Regions from separate parts of the Sus scrofa genome. Here region 1 is linked to region 2. A link is a contact called in public HiChIP or PLAC-seq data. All regions are on one chromosome and are shown on one strand. The core of a region is the stretch at or near the end of the contact, and the rest is flanking DNA. Distances in the headings are between cores, read along the strand shown. Region 1 overlaps GRIP1 (glutamate receptor-interacting protein 1). Region 2 holds the start of HELB (DNA helicase B).

What was found. HiChIP or PLAC-seq counts read pairs in DNA pulled down with a chosen protein or histone mark.
Region 1: a contact with region 2 is called in an H3K27ac HiChIP or PLAC-seq map of skeletal muscle. The contact joins the enhancer-like site here to the promoter of HELB in region 2. A contact is called at or near these places in 1 of 5 promoter capture datasets (liver), 4 of 47 Hi-C or Micro-C datasets (alveolar macrophages, blood, fetal liver and 1 more) and 1 of 2 datasets of contacts at active chromatin or transcription factors (skeletal muscle).

Annotation. Positions count from the first base shown.
Region 1 is chr5:30,756,203-30,760,424 of Sscrofa11.1, reverse strand. The region is part of intron 15 of GRIP1 (glutamate receptor-interacting protein 1); the gene reads left to right. Among named protein-coding and RNA genes, the nearest start is that of HELB, 110 kb to the right of the region's middle. Within about 2 kb of position 2,099, at least 8 of the 83 cell types and tissues checked have an H3K27ac peak or open chromatin away from gene starts, as enhancers often do. A contact at or near this core is called in skeletal muscle, where this site is marked.
Region 2 is chr5:30,643,020-30,647,782 of Sscrofa11.1, reverse strand. HELB (DNA helicase B) reads right to left here and starts at 2,405. Exons shown (of 13, transcript XM_003126364.4): 1 at 1,923-2,405. The coding sequence starts at 2,127.

The sequences.
Region 1 (4,222 bases), core at 850-3,349, 110 kb before region 2:
GCCCTGAAGCAAAACAGTAGAGAATTGGGGCGAATTGTGGAAATAAATAGGGGGAGTCCATATTGGTTCCAAATAATTTCTAAATATCTGCTTTGAATTACTGCCTCTGTGCCAATCAAATATATGGCTACTACTGATTTCTCTCTTGATTTAGAGCACCTCACTACTAATAACTGGCATGTTTGTAGAGACTATAAATTCAGTATTTTCCTTTTCCGGGCTCTAATCTGAGTTAGAAAAACATTTCCTGGCTGCAGTTCGTCCCACCCGAAGCAAATTACCTGTTCACATTTCCAAATAGAATCTTAGGCAAATATAGCTTTAGTACCAATTAAATCTGCCCTTCAGAAATTTGGGCTTTCATGTTTTTTTTTCAGTTCACTAGTGTTAAGTCAGCTAAGTAATTTGCCGCAGCTTCCCCCCTACCCCTGCCCCAAATCTAGATTGAAGTAGCAGAAATGCCCCATCACAAGCAACTGAAAATGAGAGTTCCTGTCTTGGCGCAGTGGTTAACGAATCCGACTAGGAGCCATGAGGTTGCTGGTTCGATCCCTGGCCTTGCTCAGTGGGTTAGGATCCAGCGTTGCCGTGAGCTGTGGTGTAGGTTCCAGACGCAGCTCGGATCCCACGTTGCTGTGGCTCTGGCATAGGCTGGTGGCTACAACCCCAACTGGACCCGTAGCCTGGGAACCGCCATATGCCGCAGGAGCAGCCCAAGAAATAGCAAAAAGACAAAAAAAAAAAAAAAAAAGCAACTGAGAATGATCCTGGCTGTGCTAGAAGCAGAGGTAGGGGTTGTTTTAGCAAGAGGCTGGATGCAAGAAGAAACTATGAGAGATTTTTTAAAATGACTTTTTTTTTTCCTGCTTTATCTCAAAGTGGTAATGACTTTCAAATGCAAATCAGTATCACAGTCAACCAGAGGGCTTGTTAAAACCCTGATGACTGGGCCCCTTCCCCAGAGTTTCAGATCCCAGTGGGTCTGCGATGGGGCTAAGGTTGGGCATTTCTTTTTTTGTTTGGTTTTTTTTGTTTGGTTTTTGTTTGTTTTTGTTTTTGTTTTTGTTTTGTCTTTGTGCTATTTCTTGGGCCGCTCCCACGGCATATGGAGGTTCCCAGGCTAGGGGTCGAATCAGAGCTGTAGCCACCAGCCTATGCCAGAGCCACAGCAACGCGGGATCCGAGCCGCGTATGCAACCTACACCACAGCTCACGGCAATGCCGGATCCTTAACCCACTGAGCAAGGCCAGGGATCGAACCCGCAACCTCATGGTTCCTAGTCGGATTCGTTAACCACTGCGCCACGACGGGAACTCCAGGTTGGGCATTTCTAACAAGTTCTCAGATACTGCTGACATTACCAGTCCCCAGACTACACTTGGACAAGCACTGGCACAAGGCAGCCTAACTTGGAACCTTACAAATGATCACTTACATAAAGAGCTGCAAATTTTACTCTTAAACCCTTAACAACTCCTTGGAACATTATTTTGAATCGGCCTGGGTCAAAAGACCACGCAAGAGGAAGGAAGCCATAGAGGGTATTGTTGTAAATGGTGTATTTTCTCAGGCCTGTCCTCTTCCAAAAAATGGAGCCATACTCTGTGACATGAATTCCGTCACTGTGAGTTGAAGTGAACTTTGATTGACCTGTCCATTTTATGCATTCCCGAGGCCCTCTCCCCAATCCGAGCCTCCGATCGGGCCACAGAAGCAGCTGCCGTTATGGATTCAAGCCAGAAAGCGTTCATTTTGCTAAACACTCAAGACGCCCGAAAATAACATTGCAGATAAGTAATGCTGCCATTCTGCATCTGTGCCGTGGTGCCATTCATTTCCTTAACTAGAGCCGAGCAGCACAAACACGGTGGCTGGCCCCCTGTCTTGTCTTTCATTAATAGTGGTAAACCTTCTGTGGCCATCTAGAAGCCGTTTATAATATCATTAACATCTGTGTAGGCTCACTTCGAAACAGACTGGTGATCCTGCCTCTTTCCCTCTCAGAAAACTTTCTGTTCCGGTTCAGCACTCCCGTGGCTCCTTTCTGAGCTGGTGCAGCCTCTAGGAGAGAGAGTCTTGGAGCGCTTCCACCTCCAAAATGGTCTGAGTGTAAACAGCAGTTACCACCTTCCTGGGGAGCTGCAGAGTCTCACAGCTGCCAGCTGGGCTGACGCCCAGGAAGGCAGATGGAATTGGATGCGCAGCCTGATGCTGACGCAGACCCTCTCGGAGCTGTGGAGGGAGGATATTCTAGGTTGACGGTTGCCACCGCATCAGCCTAGGCGTTATTCTCTCTTTGGATGAGCCTGAGTGGGTTTGCATCCACCTCAACTAGACTCTGTAGTAGCAGGTTGGGTGACTCACACAGCTCGGAACCAGTGACGTCAGGCTAACATTCATTCGTCCTTTCGCTCGTTTGTTTAGGCATTTACTGTCGTCTCCTTGCAGCGAGGCTCTGGGGAGGTGAAGATAAAAATCTCAGTTTTCAAGGTGATCCTATTCTAAAGAAGGAGACACAATTTAAGCATAGAGTACAAAGCATATACTAGAGGAGGCATTCCCAGTGGGTGCAGAAATTGGTTCTTGGGGAGAAAAGAATCTTAGATATTATATTGCAGCAGTTTGTGACTCTCCAAAGCTCAGCCCTACTCAACCGAATCGTATTTCTTCATATTTAATTTCTCTCATTAGGGAGAGTTTAAATTTAATTTTTCTCCTCAACAGGAGAAGAGGAGGCAACAGTTTTTTAAGAGTAATGCAGGAAGGATACCCTGGGAGCTGTAGGATCTCATAGGAAAGGCTTTAGCTAAAGATCCAGGAAGGCTTTCTGAAAGATAAGACATCTGAGCCAAGTTCTAACACGAGAGGAGAAATTATCCAGGCGAAGAAAGATGCTTATAACAAGCGCAAGGTTAAAAATGTGTGAAGACGGAGTTCCCATGTGGCGCAGTGGAAAGGAATCCAACTAGTATCCATGAGGATGCAGGTTTGATCCTCATCAGGAATCCGGCGTTGCCTGTGAGCTGTGGTGTAGATCGCAGACGCGGCTCGGATCCCACATTGCTGTGGCTGTGGTGTAGGCCGGCAGCTGCAGCTCTGATTCGACCCCTAGCCTGGGAACTTCCCCATTCTGCAGGTGTGGCCCTAAAATGCACAAAAAACAAACAAAAAAAACGATGTGTAAAGAATGCTTTTAAAGGAGCCACAGGAGGTTCAGTGGGGAGAGAAGTTTGGAGATAAGGTTGGGATGGGAAAGGTTGGCGGGAACCTCTGGAAACAGAGGGGCTCCAGTCCAGTTCCTGCCCAAGGGGTTGTGTTTTATTCTTCAGGGATTGGGGAACTATTGAAAAGCTTCAAGGAAGAGAGGAGCATATTCAGAGGTATGCTTTTAAAAAGTTCTGGGAAGAAAAGAGAAGGAATTAAATGTTGCCAGGACGAGTGAAAATAGATAGAGGGGAGAGGGACAGAAGCTGGGTCCCAAGTAGGAAAACAATTTAGGAGGAAACCATTGCTGTGGAAACTGGGCTGGGTGGAGATGGGGCCTCCTCCAGAGTACATGGCAGCAGGATGCTCCTGGAACCCTTCCTGGTGGCAGATGGGCCATCAGGTCTGGATGAGACTGTGTACAGACAGCTACCTCCACCATCATCTCTGAGTAAGGAAGCCAGACTAATTAAATGTCTCTTTACTCCAGGCCTGCCCATGGGGTTTTCTAAAGGAATTAATATTTTTTCTTTTTGGAGTTTCCTGGTGGCCTAGCAGGTTGAGAACCAGGCATTGTCATTACTGTGGCTTGGGTCACTGCAGTGGTGCAGGTTCAGTCCCTGTCCTGGGAACTTTGGCATGCCATGGGCATAGCCAAAAATATTTTTCTCTCTTAAAAATATTACTGTGAAAATATATTTTTAAAAAGAGACAGGGAGTTCCCATCATGGCTCAGCAGTAGTGAATCTGACTGGCATCCATGAGGACGCAGGTTCAATCCCTGGCCTCGCAGTTAAGGATCCAGCGTTGCCATGAGCTGTGGTATAGGTCGTAGATGCAACTTGGGTCTGGTATTGCTATGGCTGTGGTGTAGGCCAGCAGCTACAGCTCTGATTCAACCTCTACCCTGGGTGCAGCCCTAAATGGGCAAAAAAAAAAAAAAAAAAAGAGAGAGAGAGAGAGAGAAAGACAGTGTAATGAACCATCCTATATCACGTAGCATCAACAACTGCCAAC
Region 2 (4,763 bases), core at 1,156-3,655:
CTTCTGTGGGGTTTTTTTTGTTTGTTTGTTTTGTTTGTTTTTTTTTTTTTTTGTCTTTTTTCCATTTCTTGGGCTGCTCCCACAGCATATGGAGGTTCCCAGACTAGGGGTCTAATCGGAGCTGTAGCCGCTGGCCTGCGCCACAGCCACAGCAATGCAGGATCCAAGCGAGTCTGCAACCTACACCACAGCTCACGGCAACACCAGATCCTTAACCCAATGAGCAAGGCCGGGGATTGAACCCACAACCTCATGGTTCCTAGTCGGATTCGTTAACCACTGCGCCTTGACAGGAACTCCTGTGTTTTCTTTTTTTAGTGCCATCACACCTGTGGCATATGGAACCCCAGGCTAGGGGTCGAATCAGAGCTGCAACTGCTGGCTTACACCACAGCTCACAGCAACCCCAGATCTCTGACCCACTGCGTGAGGCCAGGGATTGAACCCACATCCTCATGGATACTAGTCGGGTTTGTTTCCACTGAGCCACAATGGGAGCTCCTTTTGTTCCTCTTCTAAAAGCAGTCCTCCCTCTGCTACTTTGGTCTCAGCTAATACCAACTTCAGGTCCCTCCCACCACATGGTCCCTCCCACCACAGGGCCTTCGCAGAAGCTATTTCACCTGCCTTAAATATTTTCTTCCTTACTATTTACCGCATTTACTGCAGACCTCAGCTTAATTGTTACTTCCTCAGGAAAGCCTTCCCTGAATCTCATGAATATAGCTTCTCACAGCACTACATACTATTCCTTCTAAGCACTAAGTAATAATATAGTTACTTCAGTGATTTTTTTTTTTTTTAGGGCCGCACCTGCAGCATATGGAAGTTCCCAGGCACGGGGTTGAATGGGAGCTGCAGCTGCCAGCTTATGCCACAGCCACGGCGATGGGGGAGCCCAGCTGCATCTGGAACACCACAGCTCAAGGCAATGCAGGATCCTCAACCCACTGAGCGAGGCCAGAACTAGAACCCACATCCTTAAGGATACTAGTCCTGTTCTTAACCTACTGAGTCATAAGGGGAACTCCCTCTCCTGTGATTATTTACCAAATGTCTGTTTAACTCAGGAGAGGGTAAACTCCATTAAGACAGCAATCTCCACCTAATCTCTACAGAATATCCTAGCAACAAACACACTGCTTGAATGTGGTAGCCAGTCACTAACAGCTTTAGGATAAATGACTAAACCCTCCACATATACTTAAAAACGTTCTGTCTAAACCCGTGCGATCCACTCACATATAACTACTTAAACTTAAATCAATTAAATTTTAACATTCAGCTCCTCAGGTGCACAAGCTGCATCTGAAGTTCTCAGCTACACCTGGCTAGCAGCTACTGCAGAGGGTAGTTTAATATAAAGCAATACCATCGCCACAGAAAATTGTACTGACAGTTCTGGTCTGAACATTCAAACATTCTTAAACATCAGTCACGAGGTACACACAGTAGGTGTAATTCATAGGACAGGAAACTATACAAGGTAAACACAGATCACAAGGTTAAGACAAGGTTAATGAATTAACAGTGCCTTCACGTGTTTCTTGTGTATGTCTAAATAGCTGAAAAATAACCACGTATTCGACTCCAGAAAAGACAGGGAAATAGTTAAAAGCCCTGATTCTGAGTGTGAATACTGGCTGGATATCCATTGTTTTCTTGACTATGAAACTACCTCAAAAAGTTGTGAACTAAATGAGATGCACGTGGAGCCCAAGCTTAACACAGAGTACTTGCTCAAGCCACTGTTACTATTATTGCTGTTACTGTTAATTTTAGCCTACACAAGACGAAACACCTAGACCATCTCAAAACAAGCCTGTTAGCAGCGAGGGGGCGCCTTACTTAGGTGGAGGTCGTATTAGTAAACAGTTCACTCATCCTCCAATCCCATTCCCCGGGGCGAGTTGCGTCCTTACCACGGAGCCGCCCGGGAAGGCTGCCAGCCTTTATGCCCCCACTGCAGAGTTCCTCAGCATCGACAAACACCGTGTCTTCATCATCCTCCACATCCTCCCTCAGATAATCATCTTCCGCCTCCAGCAGGTCCTTGGGTGGGAGCAGAGGTCCCTGCAGCTCGCGCAAGGGCTGACTCAACAAGACACGCTGACTAAACGAGGCCATACTCGATTTTCCCCAGCTCAACCCAAATTCCGGAAAACCGGGCGGCGTAGACGCCCAAGATCAGCCAATCAGCTCTGCGACCGCAGGACCATCAGCTTCCAGGGGGGTGGGTGAAATGCATGAAGTGGGTTAAATGTATACGAATGGATGGAAGCTAGAGACTTGAGGTGGTGACTACGCTGCAGTGTGCAAATATGTTGAACTCTGATGCTGCACACCTGAAATATATTTTTAAAAGAAGACGAACAGCTTTCCCGAACGCTTCCCCTCCCCCCGCGGCTGGCTTGCGCCGAGTGGATGGGGCGGTGTCTAAGCTCCGCCCCAAGCCTCCAGCGGAGGATGGGCATAGGATGGAGCAGGGCGAGGGCGAGGCAGAGAAGGGGGCGGGGCAGAGAAGGAGGGGCTCTTTCTCTTGGCTCCGCCCCGCAGCCTTGCCTAAGGCTTCGCCAGGTTCTTGGAAGAAACTAATTGGGCAGCGGCCCAGGTGACGCTTGTGGATCCGCTATCGCACCGCGTGTCCTGCGTAGAGAGAACCGCGAGAGAAGACCAATCTAGCGAGCCTAGAAAGCCCGGAAAAGCAAGCCCTTCCCGACGACTCCAAAACAAAAATCCAAATGCCCTTCCGCCGCATTCTAAAGAGGAGAACCGCGAATCTCCGTCGGGAGATCTGTCCAGCCGTGACTGCTTTGGGCCACTATTTCTTTCAGGAATTAAATTTATATGATCAAAGGCCTTTTAATCAAGATACAGATCTCAGGTCCCATTGCATATCCATTGTATGGGGATCTAGGACAGGGACCCAGGATTGTTTTAACGCATATTTCGAGTTGTCCATTTTGATGCTCTGCCAGGTTTGGAAAGCACTGGACAAGATGACTTTCTAAATCCTCTTTATCATTTCATCTGTGAGTACAGTCTGGCCGCCCAAACTTATTCAAGTTGGGCTGCTGCCTACTCACAGTCAGGCAAAAAAGTGTGTCTACTAAACAGCCCAGGGTACAGACAGGAAAGGAAGAAGACAAGTAGAAGTGGTTTAAAAAGTTATACCGGAAAGTTCCCTGGTGGCACAGTGGATTAAGGATCCGGGGTTGTCATTGCTGTGTCTCCGCTCACTGCTGTGACTCCGGTTCCATCGCTGGCCTGGGAACTGCTGCATGCTTCGGTTCAGCAAAAAATAATATAAAAAGTTATTCTGGAGCCATGGTTCCCACACTTGAAAGTCATGGTATTCTTTGAGGAACACCATAGAATATATTGCTACATTACTATTTTAACGCTATTTATTATGAAATTACTCAATAATAAACCTAAAATAAATATACATACACTGCTAAATCCAAAGCACCTTATTCTAGATTCTAATATAGATAAACAACAGCCACTACCAAAGATTTTTCTTTAAACTTAGGGCACCTGAAACCAACACAACTGTAAATCAACTATGCTTCAGGTTTTTTTTTTTTTTTTCTTAAGGTGCTTCTTAAGGTGCTTTTGTTCCTTTTTTAAAAAATGTACATGAGAAAATACTAAAATTGATTTTTTCCCCCTTTGGGTACAAATGTCAATTTATGTTTCTTTGAGAAAAACTCTCCTTTGCATCAGTGTTTCCAAGGATTTTTCCTCTGAAGTTGAAGGTCACCTTCCTTAACAGTGGCGATGGCTCCTGTTGCCACCACAACATGGAATCTGCTCTGACAAATGTCTCACCACTTGTCTCTGTTACTAAGTCCACTGGATACCCTTCTGCTTTTGTCTTGCTGCAGCTCTCAACAGCATTTGACACTAACTATTTTCTTCTTGTAATACTCTGTTCCCTGGGTTTCATGACTCATCTTCTCAGGTTTCTTCCTACCTCTCTGGACACTTACAGTTTCTTTGGGCTCCTCTACTGACCTCTTAAAGACTGATATTCCTCAGCGTTCCATCCTAAGAATGTTTTCACCCTGTAATCATTCCTTCAATCATCCATCTGTCACCTACATGCTAATGACCCCTTATCTAATCTCTAAACCTGTGCAAACAACTGCCTATTAGATGCCAGGACTGGATGCTCCTTGGCTACTTCAGACTTAGTATATCCAAACTAAAAGTTACTTGCTACCCATATGTGGGTCATTTATGTGTTTATACCTAAGATAACCTTGTTACCAACAGGATGGTGTGGGAACAAAACTCTAGATATCAAGCTTTTGTTCATATAACTCCACTGCATTCTACTAGGTCGTGTAGGTTAAGATTCAGGATGATGAGAACTTGGCTTCTTTACCTGGTGATTCCTGATTTTTTTAAAAATGTTAACAATTCTAGGTTTCTGGATACCATTTTTACTTACAGAGTAAGCAACAATACCCAAACCTAGCTGTTCATCAGAAACACTTGGGATGTTTCTAAATATGAGATTGCTAAATTTATACTGAAGCTACATTTCTACAAATACAGGACAACAAAGTCATATGGTTCTTAACTTTTGTGGTAGCAAAGGATTGGAAACAGTAGAAATGTGCATCATTAAGAGGCTTATTGAATAAACTATGGTACATCTGCACGATGGCTTATTCTTCAGCAATTTTAAGAAAGAAGAATGAGGAATACCTTTACAAACTGATAGGGAGACTTTCCAGTATGTTAAATAAGAA